Regions from separate parts of the Hordeum vulgare genome. Here region 1 is linked to region 2. A link is a contact called in public Hi-C data. All regions are on one chromosome and are shown on one strand. Each heading gives the region's core, a stretch centred on a gene start, on an enhancer-like site or on the middle of the called end of the contact. The rest is flanking DNA. Distances are from core to core; before and after follow the strand shown.

What was found. A called contact is a pair of places that touch in the nucleus more often than the background predicts.
Region 1: a contact with region 2 is called in a Hi-C map of seedling, with 4 times the contacts expected there. The contact joins the promoter of LOC123413030 here to the promoter of LOC123408670 in region 2. A contact is called at or near these places in 3 of 6 Hi-C or Micro-C datasets (leaf and seedling) and 1 of 1 datasets of contacts at active chromatin or transcription factors (embryo).

What each region holds. Positions count from the first base shown.
Region 1 is chr7H:131,642,936-131,648,051 of MorexV3_pseudomolecules_assembly, forward strand. LOC123413030 (C2 and GRAM domain-containing protein At1g03370) reads left to right here and starts at 2,366. Exons shown (of 9, transcript XM_045105975.1): 1 at 2,366-3,464; 2 at 4,332-5,116. The coding sequence starts at 3,116.
Region 2 is chr7H:131,462,988-131,468,376 of MorexV3_pseudomolecules_assembly, forward strand. It overlaps LOC123408670, which reads left to right and starts at 2,887. Exons shown (of 2, transcript XM_045101727.1): 1 at 2,887-4,832. The coding sequence starts at 2,997.

The DNA of each region.
Region 1 (5,116 bases), core at 1,116-3,615, 180 kb after region 2:
TCATCCGTGACCATGGAGACGGACATGACCGTTGGCGACGACATCAGCGAAGGCGAGCGAGAAGGACTAACAAGGAGAGTTAGGCAGTTGCGCGGCAACATGGGAAATGAAGGAGGGAGCTGGGAGAAGTTGGGTCGATCGATTTGATTCCGATTTGAGATGGCTTCGCCTTTGGACATAGTCGACATGGCGAACTTGTCCATTCGCGTCCAGGCTTCCTCGTATTTATCTTAGATATTGATTGAACATGAAAAGTGTTGGTCAGTCCGGACATTTTAAATTTAACCAAACACTATGAATACGAGGACAACACTTTCAGCTTGGAAAAAAAGACAATAATAATAATGCTTTTTATAGAAAGAACACAATAAGCGTAGTACTTCCTTCGTAAACTAATATAAGAGCATTTAGAACACTATTTTAGTAATCTAATTGCTTTTATATTAACTAGTACAAATGCATGTGCGTTGCACCGGGCTAGAAAAAGTTGCAGAACCTATTTGTTTTGCCATTAAATGTTAAATGTAAATTAAGACATCTATAGCATCACTTCTAACCCTTGTTTCGATTAATTGTTTAAAGTCCGTGTCATGAGATTCATGTCATTGGTTAAATGTTGGACATATATCAGGAACGGGATGCTAGAATACGGAAATATAGCGAAACCTCAATTCTCGCCGTGTGCGTATGACACATCATGGGTGGCTATGGTGCCATCGCCGGACTTCAATCCTCAGGCTCCATGCTTCCCTCGGTGTGTTGAATGGATATTGCAAAATCAACACTCTGGTGAGTCTTGGGGTATCAACGTATTTGGATCCGGCGAAATGGAACGCCTTTCTCTCCGCGTGAAGCCTGCCGGCCTCCTCTTTCCCTTGATGCGTCCCCGGCCTCGCCGTGCTCCGGCCCGGCCATCCCCGTCGTCGCGCCGCCCCTGCCCGCTAGCCTCCCGCCCCGCCCCCTGGCCATCCCCGTCGCCGCATCGCCATGCTCGTCACGCCCGACCCTCTCCGCCTCAGCGCGTCGTCGCTAGTCCGTCTCTGGCCCGTCGCCTCCAAGCGACGTCGTCAGGCAGTCGCCGGCCCATCGCCTCCTCGCCCGTCGGATCCTGGACCTGACGAAGCGGCGGCAGAAGGCCTCGAGGTCCTCCTCCTTTGGGCGCAGACTCGTGTGTGGGGAAGAGGAAGGGGATGTGGCGTGATGTGTTTGTTTAATGGACTACAGATTGAATTCCGAAAACTACAGAGGCGTTTCTACAAAAACGAAACGTTTTTCAGTTGAAGTGGTAGTAGTGGTGGCAGTGGTGGCGCAGAATTGGAGAAAGAAAAAGAGGAAAGCTGTCCAAAGAATGTGAACGTAAGTATCCGATGTTGTCTCTCTAGTTTGACATCTCTTCTTTTCCTGATAACTTAATCTCTTGCAGCCCAACAAAGAAGAAGATGGTAAAATGAGAACAACGGCAGCAAATGTCGCTGCTCGGCAGGCAGTTGGAGGAAGTGATATGTTTTCAAAGTGGCAGCTGATGGTCGAACAAGCTAAGCAGAAGCGGGCACCAGCTCCAAGACCATCCCATGTATCTGGAAAAGGGTCGGCAGAACGCAGTGAAACGAAGCCAAAAAAATCACCCCAACCCACGCACCCCTAACTCACCCCAACCTCCACACCTTATCCTCTCACCTCCCACACATCCTGAGCCACCACCCACCACCTCCACGTTCTTCCTCCTCCACCCACCCTCCCAGTCCCGACCATGTCTCCCGCCCCATCCACCACCCAGCGCCCCCCGCCACCGGCCACCACCACGCGCCGCCCGCCTCTGCCACCACGGAGCAGATGCGATGTCGCTGCTGTTGCGGCCCGTCGTGCTGCCCATGTGTGCTGCGAAGAGCGGCGGTGGAGCAACAACGACAAGTGGTGGGAGAGGAACAAGCAAAGCCTGACGCACCAGCGGGGCGGGAGCGGGGGGCGAGGAGGTGGTGGGGCCCTAGACCAGGTGTTGGGCGTGCTCCGCCGCGACGGCGAGTTCCTCCAGGCCGCGGTCGGCGGCTCGCTAAGCGATGTCCTCTCGCTCCACTTCATCGAGAAGAAGCAGCAGCAGCGGAAGCGGCCGAAACCTAAGCACTTTAATGGACCGCGGGTTGAATTCCGAAAATTACAGAGGCATTTCTATAAAAACAAAACGTTTTTCTGTTTGTATCACTTAAAAACGTACCGCGGGTTGAATACCGAAAAATTTAAGGGTACTTAAAAATGCCGCGACGGACGACAGAAGCACTGCGTTACAGAGGGAGTAAAGGCTACACTTTATGGGCTCCTTTTTGCATACCTGTGATGATGGTCGTGGTAAAACGGGCGTGATGGAGGGGGCAGAAAGGAGGGCGATGCGCGCACGACCTCACCGGCGGCTGCGGGGGGCTGTGCGGTAGTTTGAAAGTCAGCAGCAGAGGGAGGGAGGGAGGCGACGCGGGCAGTGAAGTCACTCCTTTTCTCCAAAATCCCTCCCTCGTTTTCCATCTCCTCTTCTCCCTCCCCAAAGTCTTCAATGCCCCAAACCCAACGCCCATTCTCCCTCCCTTCCTCCCCCAAGAAATCCTCCTCCCCCCGCCGCCGGGACCCCACCCCGCTCTCCGCCAAGCCAAGCCCGCCCCTACTCGACTCGCCGTCCGTCTTCTCCCAGTCCGTGCGGCGCTCACCGCCGTCTCTTTTCTTGGATTTTCTTCCCCCTGGTCCTTCGGTTCGGGGGATTCCCTTCCTTTTTGTTGCTTCATTCTGGAAAGCGCCCCGTCGTTGTCCCCGGATTCGCCGCGCTTCAATCTGGATTTGTTTGATTCGTTTTGCTCGCTTGCTTGCTTGGCTCGGAGCTTCATGTGGTCTCAGCTCTCTCCCGCGCTTCCCCGACCCAGCAAGCGAGCGACTTCTTCTGCTACTTCTCGCTGATTTCTGATTCGGTCCCAGACGCCACCATGATTTCCTTCTGAATTCCTTCCAAAAAAAGAAGCTGCTTTCAGTCTGAATTGGAAAGAAAAAAAGTTTCTTGAAGCTTCTTGATTTGATTTGAACCACGCAGACCGCCCAAATCAATCAATCTTGACAACAACCATAAAAAGAGGAGGAAATGAGGCTTGTGGTGCATGTCATCGAGGCCCGCAACCTCCCGGCGGCGGAGGCGCAGGGGCAGGGCGACCCGTACGCCAAGCTGCAGCTGGGGAGGCAGCGGGCCAAGACCAAGGTGATCAGGAAGTCGGCCAACCCCGTGTGGGACGAGGAGTTCGCCTTCCGGGTCGGGGACCTCAAGGAGGAGCTCCTCATACGCGTCACCGACGAGGACAAGTACTTCTCCGACGACTTCCTCGGCCAGCTCAGGGTGCCCCTCTCCGCCGTACTCGACGCCGACAACCGCTCCCTCGGCACGCACTGGTACCCGCTGCAGCCCAAGAGCAAGAAGTCCAAGATCAGAGATTGTGGTAACCATCTTCCTTCCACACATCATTTTCTTTCCCTATTCTTTTCTTAGTTAAATAGTTGTTCCATGATGATGATAATGTGGTCTTGTTGTTTTCCTGAATTCGTGTTAGTTGGACAGTGACCGATCCAGCGTTGTGATAGATGGGGTTGTGCTAGTTTAACCCTCCTTTCTGCATCCTCTTTTCGCCAACAGCTTCTCTCCGTAACCTTTCCACGCATCATGTTGTTCATATTCTTTTCTTAGTTAATTGTGTGCTCATCTGAAATCTCGCAAGCAACAGGTTATGAGTTCAAATCTGGCAAATTATAGGGAAAGTTCATACGGATGTCCCGCCAGCCGCGGTTGCTATGAATCAATCTATAGTTGGTTCCTGAGGAGCAGGGTGCCACACCGTTGGGCTATGAAACAGTTAGCAGTTCCTTATCACTTCTGGGAATATATTACTTCCCAGATTATCCAAAACTTCTGACATAATCAACACAGTAGTGGATGTATACCTGTCATAGCTTTACTGCCTTTTTTTTAACTTATCCTTAGCTTCCAACCCACTATCAGCTGTTTAACCCTTGAATGATGTAATTTAACGACTCAAACTATTAGGAATTATAAGAAACTAAACCGCGGGGACTCTTTTTCTATTAGCATCAATATTACCGTTCACTAGTTTGATCGACTTCTCATCACTCATTCCCCATCGTTTAATCTCAACAAAAAATAATGTATTCACTATTTTGGCTTGTAATGAGGTGAATAAAAACAGTGCCTATCCGACCGACATGATTATCCTCTTTGTTTTTTTGTGCATAGACTACTGCCTATTTTTCACTGTGGGCGGTTATTTACATGCTGCTAACATCTTCTGTAGGAGAAATTCATCTCACTATATCTCTATCTCAAAGTTACCCTGAAGAGACAGCGACACTTGCGCATTGGGCTTCAGACGACTTTGCATCAAGTTCAGACAAATCAAGTGAACTAAGGAAGGGATCTTCTTTGCCAAATATTCCTATAGAAATATCCGCGTCGCCACCGCGTAGCGATGAAGCAGAAATCACCAAGGAGGATAAATCAAATGTTGGTCCATCATTTGTCAACCGGCTGCAACAAATCTTTTCAGTAAAACCAAAAGACACGGAAGTTTCTGTTCCACCTCTGTTCAAGCACGACCGTGGTTTGGATACTCTTGAAGAAATGCCATCAACAAGCGCACAAATTTCTGATGAGCAGGACTCTGAAACTAGCGTAAATATGTCGTTTGATGAACTACTAAAAGCCTTTGCATCTAAGCATGAAGGCAATGATATGCCTGGAAATTTGTCAGGTGGAGTTCTTATCGATCAAGTTTATGCTGTTGCACCCAGTGACTTGAACGCACTTATTTTCTCACCAAGTTCAGAGATACTGCAATCACTAGCGAAGATGCAAGGAACTACTGGTTTGGATATTCAACAGTGGAGACTTGAAAATGATGGTGAGATCTTGAAGAGGGTTATAACCTACACAAAAGCTGCTACTAAACTAGTTAAGGCCGTGAAAGCAACAGAAGACGTGACATATCTGAAGGCAGATGGAGATATGTATGCAGTTTTAGCAGATGTCAGTACTCCTGAGGTCCCTTTTGGCAATAATTTTAGGGTGGAGGTTTTAACC
Region 2 (5,389 bases), core at 1,637-4,136:
GAACTTGGTATCCCTAGAGATTGTTCTTCGTGGATGTTTTATCATCCTAGAAGCTTGGTGGTGCCTCAGCGCTCAATCATTGTGATGTAAAGCTTCGGGAAAGCGAGGGGTCTCCACTTAAGTTGTGGAGATTACCGGGGGCATTTGTGGTCACCTAGAAGCCATATGCCATTGTGGTGAAGCTTTGTGGTGTTGTTGGGAGCCTCCAATAAAGTTGTGGAGATTGCCCCAACCTTGTTTGTACGGGTTCGGTGACCGCCCTCAAGGGTTCCTTAGTGGAATCACGACATCTTGTATTGTGCCAGGGCACGAGGAGATTAGGGTGGCCTTAGTGGCATCTTGGGGAGCATTGTGTCTCCACGCCGCTCCAAATGGAGATTAGCATCCGCAAGGGTGTGAACTTTGAGATAAATTGTCGTCTCCGTGTGCCTCGGTTATCTCTTACCCAAGCCCTTTACTTATGCACTTTACTTTGTGATAGCCATATTGTTTCTTGTTATATGTCTTGCTACCACTTAGTTGTTTATCTTGCTTAGCATAAGTTGTTGGTGCACATAGCTGAGCCTAGTTGTTTTAGGTTTTGTGTTTGACAAATTAAACGTTAGTTTTATTCCGCATTTATTCAAGCCTAAACCGTAATTATTTTAAAGCGCCTATTTACCCCCACGTCCTTTCAGTCGGGTTTTGTATAGTTTGAACAAATTTGTAGAGAAAATTATATACATCTATAGTACCAAATAATTACCATTATATACAAGGTAAATAAAATATTGTATTTATTTGGGCTATTAGTATGTGTATTGATATTATTCTCTATAATAGTGGTTTTGTATCATATTGATATTTTTCTTCATAAATCTAGTTAGGATTGAAAAGTTTGATCTTTTAAAAAATCACCACGTGTTATAATGTGGAACAGGTGGAGCATATGAAATATTAGTTATCATTGATATCCTTACAAATACAAATACGGAGCTCCACATGAATGGAGAGCCGTGAAAAATTTGAGTTTTTTTGGTTGACTCGTTCATGAGCCGGTGAGAAACATCTTTTTTTTTCTAATTTAGTTGGTGAGTAGTGTTGCTTTGACTGAGTCACACTGGGTCTTTGTTGGCTTGGTGTTGCATATGCTTTCGTGTTGCCGTGCTAGCGGGGTGTTGAAGTCAATTCCGTCGTGCGTCGGCAAAGATCCAGCTCTTGGGGCATGCTCGCCTTCAGTAATCATGCATCGGTGCCCTGCACCCTCTCAAGCACGCGTCAGTGCTCTTTCGTTCAATGGACATGCTACCAAGCATCACGCTTGGCCTCCATCCGATCAACCGTCGTTATCTACCGAGAGCATCATAGATTGACATGGAGGTGGAGCCATTGTGGGGAACTATAAAGTTAATGGAGGAGAAGTCAATCCTAAGTGCTTTAATAGCGTGCCAGCAGAGCGACTAGCTTTCAGGTAATATGCATCTTCTATCCTAAGGTCTGCAAGTAGGTAAGTACCAAGATTTCCCAAGGGAGCAAGCAAGTCCAATTCCGAGCGAAATGTGGTTCTCTTTTATTTGCGAAGTGTAAACGGGAACACGAGTCCGGGAGAAATTAAGCTAGCACTCACCACACGTGTTGATCGAGACGAGGGCGTGGCGGCCAGAGTCAGAGAAGAATGCCCCTATGAGCTTGTGGAGTGCGTCGGAGGATGATTAAGCGGCATGGATGTATCTTTCGTGTCATTGAGCCCCACGTGTTGGTCGAAATTGAGATGTCATACTCATATTGGCTGGATTACATGTGGTTGACACAACGATGTCGACCAATTTTCCCCACATCAATATCATGTTGCGTCCCATGTTGATGCCTAACACGAGGAGCTGAATTTAGATGTGTTGTGTCGTTCGTAAATATGAAGGAGTATGTGTGTACCCGTGTCTGGATGGTGACAATGATGTATGCGACCATACTACCATAATCTCGTCGTGTTTTCGTTGTTCCTCACCACACCACTTCCCCCCACCGATGCGACCTTGTGTTGCTCCCTTGCTGCATCTTTATTGTCACCAACGCATGCTCGTGAACATGCAACAACTTTCTCATGTGACACTATTTTTCAATCATTGGTCGGTGTTGCGTGTGCGCTATGTCCTCTCGGCTATCCAGGGTCGGCATGGTGTGTTCTATGACATGGCGTGTCTTATCTATAGTTCGATGAATGGTCTTCGGATGAATTACAGTATAACATCTTTATCGTAACTCTGTCATCGTTGAATGGTCTTTAGTCACCGTTCATGCTTTCTCGACTCGCTTACGAAGGAATCTATTTCTTATATCGATGGATTTGCTAAACACCCAAAAAGAAATCATAAAATTAACTATCAAAGTATAATCGATACAGCCCAGCTTGCATGAAAAAAAATGTAATCGCTTCTAGTTAGATGCGTCAAATTTTGTTAGGACAACCTCAACGCATGAACCCAAACACACACAATTTTCGTCCGTTTGCATCTGCGATCAGACGGACACCAGCGTCCACCCAACCAGGCCGGCGCATTTTAACACATCATTACCATAAAAAATCCCGTCCGTTCATCAACTTGAATTGAAGTTTAAAAAGGACAGAAATAACTTTTTTTGAAGTACCACAATAGGAGCACTTGTTTCTTTGTTTTCCAGCTCAATAAAGAGCAGGCATGACACAGCTGTCGGACCAACCAACGTTTCACTGTCGGGCGGCCACGTGTGGTTACACATCGCGGGTCCCCTCCAGTTAGCAACCGGTAAATCCACCCATCCCCTTCCTAAAGGCGACAGACACACATTAATCCCCAGTAATTAATCGTCAATTATGGTTACCCCACCCGCGCTAATCATCCACCAAATCCATTCCTCCCTCCCCGTCCCCGATTCCATTTCCACCACCTCTCCGGCGCGGGGCGGGGCGGACCGGAGCGGGCGAGGCGGCCAGGGTTTCCCACGCCCCACCGCCGCCGCCGCCGCATTCCGTCCACCGCATGGCGCTCGTGCCCAGCGGCGGCGACCAGGCCGCGGCCTGCAAGGCCACCATCCCCTGGTCCGAGATGTTCCGCTCCGCCTCCGTCCGCCGCCCCAAGCAGGCGGAGGACCCGCCCAAGCCCGCGCCCACGCCGCCGGGGAAGAAGGCGGCGCCACCGACGGCCGAGGCCGAGGGGCTGTCCCTCGAGCCGGACGCGCGCCTGGCGCTCTACATCGCCATGGCGCACGCGGGGCTCGCCACGGCGCTGCTCGTGCTCTACGGCCTCTACCTGCTGCTCGCCGACTTCCTCCGCCCGCTGCAGTGGGCGCTGCTCTGCTCCGTTCCGCTCCGCGAGACGCAGCACGCGCTCGTCGCCTTCTGGGAGCCGCCGCTCCGCGGCGGGTTCAGCGCCACCGTGCTCGCGCTCCCGCTCGCCGCGCTGCGCTCCTGCGCAGCCACCCTCGCCGACGCGCGCGCCGCGCTGCTGCGCCGCCCGCTGCCGCCGTCGCCGTCCTTCCCGCGCCTGCTGCGCTGGCTCGTCTCATCCTTCTTCTTCCTTCTCCTGCTCGAGCGCCTCGGCACCACCGCCGCTCTCGTCCTCCTCGCCGTCTCCCTCGCCTTCTACGCCGCCTCTCCCAAGCCCTCCTCTTTCATCCCCCGTGCCGCCTCCTCCCGCATCTCCGGTCGAACACCCTCATCCCGCGGACTCCTCCTCACCGGCGGCATCCTCCGCCACCTCAGGACCCTCGTCGCCGTCGGCCTCATGCTTGGCATGATTGCTGGCTTCCTAGGAGGCAGCGTCTTCTTTTCCTACAAGATCGGACTCGAGGGCAAGGACGCCGTCATGTCCCTCAAGTCCCATGTCGAAAATGGCAACTACTCTGAAAAGATTGGCCTCAAGAAGTTGCTTGACGACAATGACATCCCGGGCTTGGTGGAGCAGTACTCGGGGAAGCTCGTCGAAACCGTCTGGGAGCAGGTAGACCAATTGGCTGTACAATACAACCTTACTGATTTCACTAGTGGATTCAAGCACTTCTTGATCACCCAATCAGTCCCATCTGGTGCCAAGAGCAAGGAGCTCATCACCTCTGGACCGCACCCCTACTCGCTAAAGCTGCAGGCCATTACGCTGCGTGTGAAGAAGAGGGAGTGGCTGGAGATCTACAAGGAGCTGGACTCATTCTTCAGGGAGCTGTTAATCACAAGGGAGGATCTAGTGGTCAAGGCCAAGGACCTGGCTTTGCAGGGCACAGAGATTGCAAAGAGTCTGCTGTCTAGCGGCACCTCTGTGCTCGGTGGTAGCGCCAGTTTGATGCTATCCATTGCTCTCCGCATTCTCTCCGGTGCAGCAGAGGTGCTCAATTTTGTGTCACAGCTGATGGTCTTTATGTGGGTGCTGTACTACCTCATCACCGTTGAGGGTGGTGGTGCAACAGAGCAGGTCATTGACCTATTGCCAGTGTCCAAACAAGTGAAGGAGCGGTGCGTCGAGGTCATAGACCATGCCATTAGCAGTGTCTTGTTAGCCACTGCCAAGATTGCTATATTCCAAGGATGCCTGACATGGCTGTTGCTCAAGTTCTTCAAGGTGCATTTTGTGTACACAGCAACTGTGTTTACAATCATCAGTGCACTTTTCCCAATACTACCAGCATGGCTGTCCTCGATATTTGCCGCAGCGCAGCTGCTGACGGAAGGGAGATATGTACTCGCGGTTATGGTAACAGTGATACACCTTGTGATCATGGATTATGGAACCACAGTCATTCAGGAGGATATACCTGGGTACAATGGGTATCTGACTGGCCTAAGCATAATTGGTGGCATGACGTTATTTCCCAATGCTCTCGAGGTATGGATATTATTCTAGGCTTATCTTTGGTTATGTTATTATTAGCTGCATTTCGCAGTTTAAACTTGCATATGCCATGGTAATGAACTTCCTGTAGTTCAGTTGCATGATTTTGCCTATATGGTATTTTCATAAATAAGTCAGAAGGTATTAGAATCTAGGTCTTTTTGTGAGATGCAACTAAAAGAGCTTTTACTGTAGGCTACAAGTATTTTCTGTATGCCTCTGCTTGCCACGTTATTAAGCGTAGAGAAACTTATGCACTAATCAGGCTAGTCGAGTCAATACACGCTACAAAAATATTTTTCTGCTCCTGCTAGTTATACCGTTGCACTCTGTGTTCATGTAACTCCACTTATCCTTCTGCTCCACAAGTTATTGTGCACCTTTAGCTGTATTATACTGTAAATGTTCTTATAGTTTGCTAACAGAGCATGTGTGCGTACTTTGACACCATCTGCTTGTCCATTAATTCACAAAGAATAATCCTGCTACTCTGAGAACATGCCACTGTACCATAATTCTGTTGTATTGTGCATCTGAGGATTGATCGTTTC